Regions from separate parts of the Pan troglodytes genome. Here region 2 is linked to region 1. Evidence: chromatin contacts called from public Hi-C data. All regions are on one chromosome and are shown on one strand. The core of a region is the stretch at or near the end of the contact, and the rest is flanking DNA. Distances in the headings are between cores, read along the strand shown. Region 1 holds the start of YWHAQ (tyrosine 3-monooxygenase/tryptophan 5-monooxygenase activation protein theta). Region 2 holds the start of ITGB1BP1 (integrin subunit beta 1 binding protein 1).

Evidence for each region. A called contact is a pair of places that touch in the nucleus more often than the background predicts.
Region 2: a Hi-C map of stem cell-derived neural progenitor cells shows a contact between it and region 1, with 5 times the contacts expected there. The contact joins the promoter of ITGB1BP1 here to the promoter of YWHAQ in region 1. A contact is called at or near these places in 1 of 7 Hi-C or Micro-C datasets (stem cell-derived neural progenitor cells) and 1 of 1 datasets of contacts at active chromatin or transcription factors (stem cell-derived excitatory neurons).

What each region holds. Positions count from the first base shown.
Region 1 is chr12:113,243,742-113,250,271 of NHGRI_mPanTro3-v2.0_pri, reverse strand. It overlaps YWHAQ (tyrosine 3-monooxygenase/tryptophan 5-monooxygenase activation protein theta), which reads right to left and starts at 3,110. Exons shown (of 6, transcript XM_003308878.6): 1 at 2,795-3,110; 2 at 2,001-2,388. The coding sequence starts at 2,294.
Region 2 is chr12:113,449,847-113,456,376 of NHGRI_mPanTro3-v2.0_pri, reverse strand. ITGB1BP1 (integrin subunit beta 1 binding protein 1) reads right to left here and starts at 2,412. Exons shown (of 6, transcript XM_063790130.1): 1 at 2,273-2,412. CPSF3 (cleavage and polyadenylation specific factor 3) reads left to right here and starts at 2,556. Exons shown (of 18, transcript NM_001246367.1): 1 at 2,556-2,723. The coding sequence starts at 2,674.

The sequences.
Region 1 (6,530 bases), core at 1,861-4,360:
CCCAGGATATTTTTTATAGGTTGGCCACCAAGCCCCAGTTAGCCTCTTAAGCCATTTTATGAATATTTCATTTATGCCTTGGTGTCTCGGATTCATCAAACTATTCTATTTCTTCTCAGTATATAAAAGAGACTGTCCTAAATTCAGGGGTTGTCCCCATTGAAATGGTCTGTATGAAAGTTCTATTCTAATAACACCTGGTCTCTCTCTCAAGCTACGTATCAACTAAGCAAAACTCTTCCCCGACTTATGCCATCATAAAAAGCAGAATTTATAAGAGCCACAAAATAAAACGAATATTCCTTTGGCTCAGAGTCACCTTGCTCAAGAACAAGAAAAATCACGCGGTGATTCTGAATTGCTTCAAGGTAACTAACTGAAAAGTAATAAACCGAACAGAAATGAAATATGCTGTAAGAGTATCCAAAATACATACATAGAAAACCTTAACATATGGAATTCTTAGGAGTCTTCCCCTGGTAACAGATAATGCTGTTAACAGCCATTACCATATGTTACTCAAGTTGAAGTCTACCACTACTTTCAAGTTGGCAAAATTTTTTAATACGAGCAATTCAGTCCAAAAAGCTTTTACAAGTGCTTCTTCAATGCCACGCAGGGACTGGAAGCTAAGAGCACACGGAAGAATACAACGAAGTTTTGACTTCATAAAGTAAATAATCTTAAGTTTTCTCCACTTTAGTACACACTCTGTCTGCATTACTTTCTTTGCCTCTTTACCAGTTATTTCCATCAGCCATGATTTTGTCCGGATCGCCTGTCATCGTATTAGAAAAATATATAGGTTAAAAAAGTTTCGTGGATTTTTTTTTTTAAACAAGGGGTGGGGAACATATTTCCTGCCCCACCATTCTGATGAGTTGAAGAAAGAAGGCTTGGGGGGTGGGGGTGGGGGAGGAGGCCAGGGAGAAATTATTTCTTCCATTCCCTTTTGAAAAATCGCCAGTCTAGTATGCTTGTCTATCAAAGCCCACCTAAAATATGATGTGCACAAACACATCAAAAATAAGTAGGCCTCTTGTAAAAGTGACACTTAAAAGGCAAACCATATCAGATTATTTCCCATTTTATTCATAGAAATGACTCTTTGCAGCACTGAAACATTTAAAAACACTCCTGGATATAATGCTGGTATTTCAATTTTAAAAACTTATCCTACGGATCAAAAGATCCATGGAATGACAAAGCTAAAAATGTTCTCTCTCACTAATAAGGGTGAATCACAGCAGCCACCTACTCCACCCAACAATCGTCCTTGCTAAGACTGGACAGTTCAAAACCTGGAAAGCTTTCCTTGTCTGCTCCACACTGGAAACGAATTCACTTCAACACTAGTGTTTAAGCACAGGTGTGCAACAGCAAGGAAATGTTATTAAATGTTGAAATTTACCAGGACATTGTGTTCTTCAGACACAGCTGTGTCCTTTTCACATTTCCCGAACTCCCCTCCTCTCCTGTTTATGAGGGGTGGGGGGGGGGCACAACAGATACTCTTATTTGAAAAATAAAGTATCTGTTCAGATTTTCTAAGTAAATTTCCATTACTGGGTTTGGGAAAAAATCCCTACTACATTGTCTGTAACAAAAAGGTGCCTGCGCCTTCTTTCAACTGCCTGAAGCTTGTGAACCGACTGAATACATATAAAGGGCTCACAGATCTCAGGACGCAGTCTCCCCGCACAAGAAACTTAAAAACGCCTTTCAGTCTCGCAGAGATCTACTTGGATGTTTCCAAGTTCCATCGTTTGGTAGCTACCCAGCATCTGGGGGGGGAAAAAAAGGACTTATCCTTGGAAAAGCGGCTTCTTGAGTCTCAAGAACCGGAGGGACACAGTAGGGAAGTCAGGGCTCACCTGAAACCCTCCACCCCAGCAGACAGTCCGGCAAGCCCCGGCTCACGTTTGTTTCCGTGCCCGCGAAACTCTCAATGAAAAGCATCTCACAAAAGGCCTCCCCTGCTCCCCGCGCCGAGGACTCACCAGCACCGTGGTGCAGATGGATCTCAGCTCGGACTCCACTTTCTCCCGATAGTCCTTAATCAGCTGCAACTTCTTGTCGGAGGTGTCGGTCTTCTGCTCGATGCTAGAGATGACCCTCCAGGCGGACCTGCGGCCCCCGACCACGTTCTTGTAGGCCACGGAGAGCAGGTTGCGCTCCTCGTTGGACAGCTCGGCGCCCTGCTCGGTCACTGCCTTCATGCAGGTGGCCATGTCGTCGTAGCGCTCGGCCTGCTCGGCCAGCTTGGCCTTCTGGATCAGCTCAGTCTTCTCCATGGCGGGCGCGGGGCCGGGGCCGGGGCCGGGGCCGGGGCGGAGGGCGAGGAGAGCGAGGGCGAGCGCCGACCCGGAGCGGGAGGAGCCTCGAGAGCTGCGGAGGGGCGGGGCGGCGAGGCGAGAACAAAAAGCAGGGAGGGAGCGCCGTCAGACAATGCGGCCCGCCGCCCGCTTTTGTCTCCCGCACACGCGGCCGCTTGAATTTCCCTCTCCCCCGCCCCCTCCCCCGCTGGGCGCCCGGGGAGGCCGCGGCCCGCGGCTGGAGGAGGCGGGGGCGGCGCGGAGGCCCCGCGCGCAGGGAGCCCGAGCCGCGGCCGCTCCCGCCACCCCCGCCCGGCCGGCCCAAGATGGAAGCGACCGTTGGCCCCGCACCTTCCCGCCCGGAGCCGTCCCTGAGGGGAGCGGCATCGACAACCGGCTGCTCTCAAGGGCGGCACCTCCGCCCGGCCCTCAATCCGAGCGCGGCCGGAGGAAGCCCGCGGGCTGACCCAGGCGCTCACCTTCACGTCTCCGCGGCCGCGACGCGAGTCCCACCACTTTGATCTGCTTTTGGCTTTAGCTGAGGACCCTCCCGTGTCAGCCTACCCCGGGGCCGAGGTGCGGTCCACCGCCCAATGATGCGCCGAGCTTGTCCCGAGAGTCCCGCCCCCAGCGCGCCGCTGGCCAATGAGGACCGAGCGCGCGGAAGGGGGCGAGGGGGGCGGAGCGGGAGGGAACGCGGAGGCTAGGAGGGTGGGTCGGCACGGGGAAGTTCGGTTGGCCGGCAGGCTGCGGCTTCGGCCACGGGGTTTCCTCCAATTAGATCCAGGGTAAAAGGACGTCACTGTTGCCATGGCGATGCCGTTACCAACTCCCCTCAGCCTCCCCGCCACCCCGGCACTTCTGGGTGCGGCACGAGACCCAGAGGCGCGCACGACCCCCTAGGCGGCGGCTGCGTCTCCCGCTGCGGATGGTGCATTGCATCTCACGGGCTCTGGCCGAGGCTGGACTTCGGAGGGTGACATATTCAGCTGTTTTAGAGCACGGGGGCCTTTCTTTCCTCCACCTTTCTATCCGTGACAAAGGTTTGGATCCCAAGACACTAAACCCAGACCTTAATGACGTTGCCATTAGGGCTCCGAATTAAGCAAACCGCATCCCCATTAAAGAAGAATTGATTCTGGAGACGGTGTCTTCAGTATGGCATTTACATGATAAATTCAAGTTTTCAGATGGGCATCCTAAAACAAAAAATTCCCTTGTGAAAAGGTAGGTCCCAGAAGATCCAGGGGAGTTTCTGTGACAATGCCAAGTATTGTGGTTTTCTTTAAAATGAGAAATGACATTAAGCACAATTTGCAGGAAAACACCTATTACTACCCCTTCCCACCCCCCCCAAAAAAACCCTGCCCATAACATCTCTCCCCGCAAAAAAAAAAGCAATTTTTATGTATCTTTTAGGCTTTCCAGGTTATGCACCTAAATACATCATTTTTCACATCGTTGTCACATGTGCACACGCTTTTGTTTCTGGTATTATTTGTGAGAGGTCACTTGAAAAGCTGAAATCCTCTCCCTGGATGTTGATTTCTGATTTTCTCCTCCTGGGGAACACCCTGCTGAAGTGAGAAAGATTCCCCCAGGCCCCTCCCATTCAGGGTCATCCCTGGCAGCCCCCTTTCCTCTTAAACCACTCCTGTCTCTCCTTGCACTTCCCCAGTTCCCTAACTCCATCCAGGTAGGGTGGCTGCCCTGCCCGTCTGGCGCGTGGCCCCTGTGCCATCTTAAGATGAGAATTGCCCTCTGGGTTCACGCTGCTATGATCCCGATTCCAGCAGGTCTAAGGAGAATGGATCATAGAAGGCCCAAGAATGCCACAGGCAAGAAAGAATTTCCCATTCTGAGTGGAGACTGGAGCAAATCCGGAGAATCTCTAGAATGGGAGATCTGAGAGTGCAGACAGATGGGAGGAGAAGGTGCCGACTTTCCAGAAATTCAGACTCCCTCTTGACTGCCCCTCCCTGTCCTGACTTGTGAAGGTTGCTTTGTGCTTTGACAGACAGGAGCGGCCTGGATTGGAAAGGGCCTGTGTCTTAATGCAGAAATGCCTTACTATGTTCCAGCCTTCTAATGGAGGGCCCTGCTGTTATTTCTGGAATCCCTGGGGCCCCGCTACAGACACATGAGTGTTTATGGCCCTGTGGGCTGGGGTGGAGCTGGACACCGAGAAATCCCAATGGAAAGAATTTGCATGTGGAAGGTCAGATAAAATGCCTTCTGTATGACCAGTGAATTTCAAGCTCACCAAAATTAGAGGCAACCCGGGCAAGGGGAGAAGCCAGTGGAGGTGGATGGGGGATAGAGACCCAGGAGAGGAAATTGTCAGGGGATGGAACCTCTGTGGTAGAGAGGGACTACCAGAAGGAGCAAGCACACTAAATTCTTTGTCAGAAAGTCTAGGCTGTGCTGTGGTCTCCCCCAGTGACCTTGGGCAAGTTTTTGCTGCTTTCTGTACCTTAGTCTCTGAAATTTCTGCTTTCATTCAATCAAATATTTATTGAACACCAACTCATCTAGTTGCAATCATCTGGAATCATGGGTAAAAACTGCTTCCAACCAATAACACAGTATAAAATTGCATTTTAGGAAGATTCAGAGGACCCTCTACATAGCTAAAGGCTTCTGTGCCTGAAAGAACTCGGGCTGGAGAGAAACAAGGCTCTGGGAACTTGAAGTCCCTGGACACAGAAAGAGCTAATATGTGTTGAGTGATTGCATATGTCAAGCACTATTTTAAGTCTTTTGCAAGAATTAACTTATCCAGTCTGCTTAATGCAACTACAAAGTAGCTGTTATTATACTCACCATCTCTATTTCACAGACAAGGAAATTAAGGCACAGGGTGGTCAAGCATGACGTACAGGGCCACACAGCTAGAGAGCGGCAGAACCTTGGATATGGACCCCATGCAGTTTGGGTGCCAAAGCCCATCTTTTTAACCACTGCTGAGGCTGCCTCACCAAGTCTCCCCAGATCTCTGCTAGATGCTGTAGAGATCCTAGGACGGATCAGACCAGCCTCTGTCTTCTAGGAGCTGCACCCTAGTAAATATGAAACCTGTTAAGCATCACATCCAACATACTGAGAAGAAGTGCAGGGAACAGACAGCTAGCAAAGGGAGTACTGAGAAATTATTACTTTATTTATGAAGTTCTTATTATTTTTTCTAAGTTACCTGGTATGAAGAAGCTCCTGGAACAAAAAGGAGCACATTAACGTGGAGCCAGAAGACCCTAAATTCAGCCCTGCTATTTATATGTGATTTGACCTTGGATACCTTGATCTTCTCTGAAACTCAATTCCCTCTACCTGTAATCTATAAAAACAATCCCAGCTGGGCACAGTGGCTCATGTCTGTAATCCCAACACTTTGGGAGGTCGAGGTGGGTGGATTGCTTGAGCCCAAGAGTTCCAGACCAGTGTAGGCAACAAGTCAAAAACCTGTCTCTACAAAAAATATAAAAATTAGCTGGGTGTGATGGCGTATGCGTGTAGTCCCAGCTACCCGGGAGGCTGAAGATGGGAGGATCGCCTGAGGCCAGAAGGTCGAGGCTGGCGTGAGCCATGATTGCACCACTGCACTCCAGCCTAGGCAACAGAGTGAGACCCTGTCTCAAAAATCATCATCATCATCATCATCATCATCATCATCATCATCACTACATCAAAGAGTTGTTTGGAGATTAGATGAGCTGTCACATAGGAAAATGCTGAGCATATAGCAAGTGTTCCATAAGTAGTGTTTTCTTTTTTCCTTCTTTCCCTCTGCTTGGAGGTGGGGTACGGCGCTGGCAGGATGCTATCCTGCTGCAAGGAGCCTTAGAACTTTATTAAATGTTTAGTGAAAGCTTATCTCTTGAATCATTGTTGTAATTAGTGCAGTTAATGGTCTACAGAATGGCTACATTCCATGTACATTTCAGAATGAATGAGTCCTTCAGGTTAAGCTCACTCTCATAAATCGTTTCAGTGATTTATTTGCTCAGACCAGTGGATCACCAGAAACTTCTTCCTTTCCTGCCATATGGCAGCTAGTTTAGTGACAAGCAAACATCTGAGTGGGACTTTTCACCCAAACTCTTCATATAATTATTATCGGTGCTTCTGTGCAGTGGGCAGAGAAAGTTGCCCCCCAACTCCGGCCTGTGGGTGCTAAATGAGGTTTCGTAGAGTCACACACAGGCGGGGAAATCAAGG
Region 2 (6,530 bases), core at 1,163-3,662, 210 kb before region 1:
TTTAAACATCAGATACTTAAGTATATATAAATCATATTTATATATAGGTAACAATTTTAAATATGATTTGAATTTTAAATCAAAACTTATTTTAAAAACAAAATGTGATTCTACTGTCAGTGGAATCCTGAAGTGTCTCCTCAGATCCCTTGATATGAAAATCATGACACGACAATGCCTTAGCAACTCCTTAAGGCTTTCTTTTCATCATCAACCCAGCGGCTTAGGAAAAAGCAGCATTTATTAAAGTCTTTGATATCTGCTGCAATTTTGATGCATGTTCTCAAGCAAATCATTCTTGCCTCAAAATTATTCATGGGTGGCTCACGCCTGTAATCCCAGCACTTTGGGAGGCCGAGTCGGGCGTATCACGAGGTCAGGAGATCGAGACCATCCTGGCTAACATGGTGAAACCCCGTCTCTACTAAAAATACAAAAAATTGGCTGTGCGTGGTGGCGGGCGCCTGTAGTCCCGGCTACTCAGGAGCCTGAGGCAGGAGAATGGCGTGAACCCGGGAGGCGGAGCTTGCAGTGAGCCGAGATCGCGCCACTGCACTCCAGCCTGGACGAAAGAGCGAGACTCCGTCTCAAAAAAAAAAAAAAAAAAAAAAATTATTCATGCATCAAAATGAGGCCAATGATCCTGATTGGCGATTGGATGCTCCGCAGGCTCATCAAATGCAAAGATGTCTCAAGCTGAACCCATCATCCTCCCCTCCAGATCTGCTCCTCTCCTCTCCCTGTCAGGAGATTCTATTATTGCTGGAGGAAGCCAGAAAATCATGAATTCCTTGCTGTCCTTCAGGCCCCACATCCAATCTGGCACCAAGACCCACTGTATACCCCACCTGAAGAGCTCTCTGAGCCAGCTCTCCACCAGGGCCCCCGTCATCCTAGACCATGGGCACAGACACTATGTTTTTAGAATCTGATGAATGTGATGGATCCTCACCCTATAAAAATGCACATCCATACAAAGTTTGGCATGAATTTAAGGAATTCACAAACCCAAGGATATTTCGTGGATAAGGGACCTTGTCCTACTGGATTCCCTAACACTTTAAATCTACCCCCACACTGCAGCCAAAACGATTAAAATGATTTCTTTCAAACATGAATCTAATGCCACTAGCCTGCTGAAAATCTTTCACTGGTTCTCCAAAGTCAGAGACCAAAGTCAACGTTCTTCAGCACGACACCCCAGGTCCTCCAGGACCCAGCTCCTAATCACCTTTCCACTTCCATCCTCCACAACCCGGGCACAGTTCATTGATCTCAGCAAGGCAAAGCTGCTCCTGGTTCTCAGCGCGATGCTCCACGCGCCCCTGCTTTGCACCGCCCGGGACGTCCTTCACCTTTCAGGCACTTGGCTACTTCTTACCTTTCAAGGCCCGTTTCAGGCTGCAGGCCTTCCTGGGATCTCAAGGCTGGGGTAAGGGACCCACAGCTTGAGTGTACCCCCTGATCACAGCGCCACGATCTGCTGTGGTCTCTGATCTCACTCTCCCAGCTGCACGCTGGTCAAAGGCGGAGCTCGGTGACTCCTCTGCATTGCCAGGGCGCCTGGCAGGGGACGCGCTTACTGAAGCCGAGAACTTTCTGGGGAGGTGACACCCCAACAGCAATTCCCATGTACCAAACGCCTACCACGTGCCATGCACGGTGCTAGGTGCACAGATCCCTCTCACCCTCACCCTCACCGACCAGCAAGGCTGCAGGATAACAGCCCCTTTCAAACGAGGATGCCAAAGCGCCCGAAGAGTCAGTGACCTGCCCAGGGTCACCAGAGTAAGGACGGATGCGGCCAAGCTCGGGGCCTAGGGAGAGCCGGCTCTGAAGTTCCTCCCAGACGCCAGCCTGCTTGGCACCTGTCTGTCACCGTGATGGAGCACCTTCCAAGCGCTGGGTGCGGAGGATGTGACAGCGAAGGGGACAGACAACCCCGACCCTGAGAGGCGGGAGGCGGCCGAAGCGGGGCAGAGGAAGAGGCAAGGAAACGGCCCGCGCCGCCCGCCTTGCCGCCCCTCCGGGGCGACAGCGGCTCGGGAAGCTGCAGTCCGCAAGCCCACGCCCGATCTGCGGTTCCAAGCTCCTCCACCCGCGCCCCGGGAGCGCGGCCCCGCCCGGAACCAAGCCCGAGCCCAGGCATCCCTCCTCCGCCCGCCCCGCGGCCCCACCCATCCTTCCTGGCCGTCCGCACCGCTCTCGGGGCCGTGTTCCCGTCAGGCCTCCGCGAGCTCGGCCCCAAGCGGGACGAGGGCTGGGCGCTCACCTCGCAGCCGCGGGCCCATCCCCGGGTTGCGGACTTCGGGGTCCGCGTGGGAGTGCCGCGGCCTTCGGCGCCCAGGCAGCTACTCCCGTTCCCGCTCCAGCGCCGGTTTTTCCAGCCCTCCTGCCCACGTCCGCCGGGCCGCGCCTCCAAGACTATGCGCAGGCGCAGTCCTGACGTGCCGCCCCCGGTTCCAGGACCCCAAGTGGTGGGAAGGCTCGCGAGCGGCGTCCCCCGACCGGAAGTCGAGGGGAGGAGTCTAGTGCCGCGGGCTCCGGAGTGACGGAAGTTGTGCTCTTGGTGAATGGGGTTCTTCCTTCTTTATTTACCGGTGGCTGTGCTTCCAATTTAGGAAGACCCCGGCGACCTGTTCCTCACTCCCGCTTCGCCCTCACACTTTCGGGATGTCTGCGATTCCTGCTGAGGAGAGCGACCAGCTGCTGATCCGACCCCTGTAAGGGACCAGCAAGAGAGGGAATGAAGCCACGGGCTGTGAGGGGCGCGAGGGGTAACCGGAGACTTTGGCCTCCTCCGTCGCCCGCGCTCCCACCTACCCCGGCAGACTGCCTTTGGTCCGCGCTTGCGGGCCAGGCTTCTCAGGCTCGAGGGGTTGGAGGACCGTTGATCGGAAGGGGCCTGCTATAGAGTGAACGGGATTTGGCTTTTTTCAGTTTCAAGGGAGGGTATGTTGGAGTCGGAAAAAAAAGTTTTACGGGGCCACCGCTCGCTTTCGTACAAGAAGCGTTTTCACTTAGCACAAGCACGGATCTCTGCGCGTCAGGGCAAGCTGTGAGGGAGCCGGTGAAGCTTATGACCGACAGGATGAGAGGAGACCTGAATGAGGCTACAGCGGTGCAGGGAAGAATTAAGTCTGTTTCTTAACACCAGGGCTTCACATGTGCCAGAAGTTAGAAAATATTAGGGACTTGCCGTGAGTTTCGATCTTCTCAGCTCAGGCCCTAGTAGAATAAGGAAGGTGTAAAGCTGGAGAGGAGAAAGTGCAGAGGTGTTAGGGACAAAAACTCAGCCCTCGACTGTCCATAAGGAGAGTGGCCTTTCAGTGGACACGATCCTCATCAGTCGGGAATGCTGCTGAAGGGGAGATGCAAATGTAGAGAACTTGAATTCCTACAGATGAGCATTTCGAACCCACAACATGTTTATTGTTAGATATTAGTTGGCACAACATGAATATACGCATTCCAAAAGGTAGAAAGTATCTCCTTTACACATTCATTCAGTAAGGCTTCATTGAGCACCTGCTTGGGACATAGTCCGTTTCCTTCTGCTTAGTTCACACCTGTCATGTCTTCCTGTAATGAGCAAACACTGAGCAAGTGTCAAGCACCACACGTGGGGATATAGACGCAACAGAGGGCCCAGTTAATTGCTCTCGCCCTTTTGGAGAGAATTACAGTGCACAGTGGGAAATATTGGAGAGATACTTTGGAATAATAGGAGACCATTACTTTGAAGTCAGACCTGAAGTCCATTATCTACTTGACCAATTAGTAGGACAACAATCTCACTGAACCCGTTTTCTCATATGGAAATAAGATAAAACTTGAAGAGTGAACATCGCGGTAGGTGCTTTGTAAATAATAGCTAATCTAAGAGCGCAGGTAGGCATTGCACTGAGCACTGTGAAAGTATGGAAAAGGGATTTCTGACAGATTGAGGAAGAAAGGATACTTCGTGGATCCTGAAAAATGTGATGCCTGAGCTGAGTCCTAAAGAATGAGTAGGAGTTAAAGACTGGGGGGCCCAGGATGTTCTAGGCAGTGGAAGTGGCACATATGAAAGTGAGAGTGGTCACAGCTTGTGGCCAGATTCCTCATGGCTGTTGCTAAAGAGTTGAGTTAGCAGATGAAGCGACAGGCAGTTGAGGTCCAGTTTAGGAAGCACCTCGTATACACAGGAGTTTGGACCTTTATCAAGTCAATTACAGGGAGCCAGCGAAGGCTATTAAGCAAGCATGGATATTGTGGGAATTATGTTTTAGGAAAATCTCTCCTGGCAGCAGTGTAGCAGATGAATAAAAGGATGGATTGAGTAGAGCAGATTCAGTAAGATATTGAAAGATTCCAAGTCTAGGTGACGAGAGCCTGTACTGAGTGACGTGAGTGTGAGAGAGTATGCAAATGAGATCTTCAGGATTTTGTGGCTGATCAGCTGTATCTGGAAGGGTGGTTGTGGGGAGGGAAGGCAGGGCAGAGAGGATGTTATGATCAGATTCCTAAGTTTGGCAGTTGGGAAAGGGTAGTGTTATTCACTCAAGGAGTATAAGAGATGGGGCAACTCTGGAGTAAATTTGGGAATTTGGTTGTTTCGTAACAGCTTTATTGAGATACAGTTTACATACCATACAACTCACAATTTACATACCATACAACTCATTTAAAGAGTATAATTCAGTCGTTCTTAACATAGAGTTATACAACCATCACCTCTCTCTAATTCCAGCACATTTTCATCACTCCCAAAAGACACCTTGTATTCATTAGCCGTCATAGACAATCCCCACTACCTCTCCAGCCCTAAGCAACCACTAATCTACTTCTTTATAGATTTGCCTGTTCTGGACATTTCATGTAAGTGTGATCATACAATACATACTCTTTTGTCTCTGGCATCTTTCATTTAGCATAATCTTTCCAAGGTTCAAAATTGAGGAGTTTTGTTCATTCAATAAGTATTTTTTGTGATGTGCTACATGCCAGGTACTGTAGCAATACAGCAGTGAATAAGATGGACAATGCCTCTGTTCTTAGGAAGCTTTCATTTAGTAGCCTGAAAGAAGACATAAGTAGATACAATAACTTCATGTAGTTGTATTAAGATAACTGATGCTGGGTTGTGGCTTGCTGTGAAGGGCAAATTAGAGGAGGTAGTCAAGGGAAAGCATCTGAGAAGGTGACGTTGGAACTGAGACCCAAATGATACAAAGGAGCCAACCACATCAATATCTGAAGACAAAGCATTTCAGGAAGAAAGTAGAGCAAGTACGGGGCATGTGGTGGAAACTAGTTTGGCATCTTGAATATGAAGTCCCGGGAGAGATCCTAGTAGAGATACCTAGTGTCACGTGTATGTATTAAAGGTCTAGAATTCAGAAGAACAATCTGGGTTACAAATACAGGCTTGGAAGTCCTTAGCATGTCAGAAAGATGAGAATGAAGATTGAGAAGTTGGCCAAGGAGCAAACCGTCGGAATATCAACATTTAAAGGGTAGGCAGAGGTGGCTGAATATGTGAAGGAAACAGGAAAGCCAGCAAGACAAGATGAGAGCATCAGGTCAGAGAAGCCAAGAGAGAGGTGCTTGAGGAAGGAGCAGGTACTCCTTAGGAGTGACAACGGCTGCCAAGAGAACAAGATAGGGACTGACACCTATAGTTCCAGCTACTTGGGAGGCTGAGGCGGGAGGATCACTTGAGCCCAGGAGTTGGAGGCCAGACTGGGCAACATAGGGGGACCTTGTCTCAAAAAAAAAAAAAAAAAGACTGAAATGACTACTGAGCAGCAAGGACAGTTTCAGAAAAGTGATTGGTAAAAGCCAGAGTATAGCGAATTGAGGAGCGAGTAGAAGGTGAGGAAGTACAAGAGGGTCCACTGCCCTAGGAGGTGGTCTGGGGAAAGAATAAAGTGGGAACTAAAGGAGCTTAGAGTCAAGGGATTTTAATTTGGGGATGAACATGGCTGTAGTATGTTTAAATTTGGATTGGATGGTAAAGAGCAGACAGTGAGGAAAATGTCAATGACACAGCAGTGTTGAGTTCCTCGGAGGGAGGGAGTATGTAGAGTAGAATGGTGGAAAGATTCATTGTGGAAAGAGAGGTCTGTTCTATCTATAGAGGAGAAATAGAAGGAGACAGATGTGGGCAGGTTGGTACCCTGTTGGTACATGTATTCTTAATTATTGTACCAACATGAAGTTGAGGAAATTTACAAATGGACTGTTTATTTTTTTGATGCAGAAGATGGCCCGTGCCTCAAGTGAAGAAGAGGATAGAAGGTTGGAAAATTTGGGAAAGGGGAGAAAGTTTGAAAATAGTTGATATGGAAATGAAATGGAGAAAACAGCCAGGCAACATGGAGGGCCAGTTAAAGTGGAAGGCCAGGGTATCCACAATAATTACAAATAAAAAATGTTTAAAAAGTGGAAGGCCAGGAATTTATGGCGGCTCTCATCCACAGTTGTTTGATCTTCTGTATCAACACCTGTTTGGAGGTAGGATCTCAGTTTGGGGATAGATCCATTGC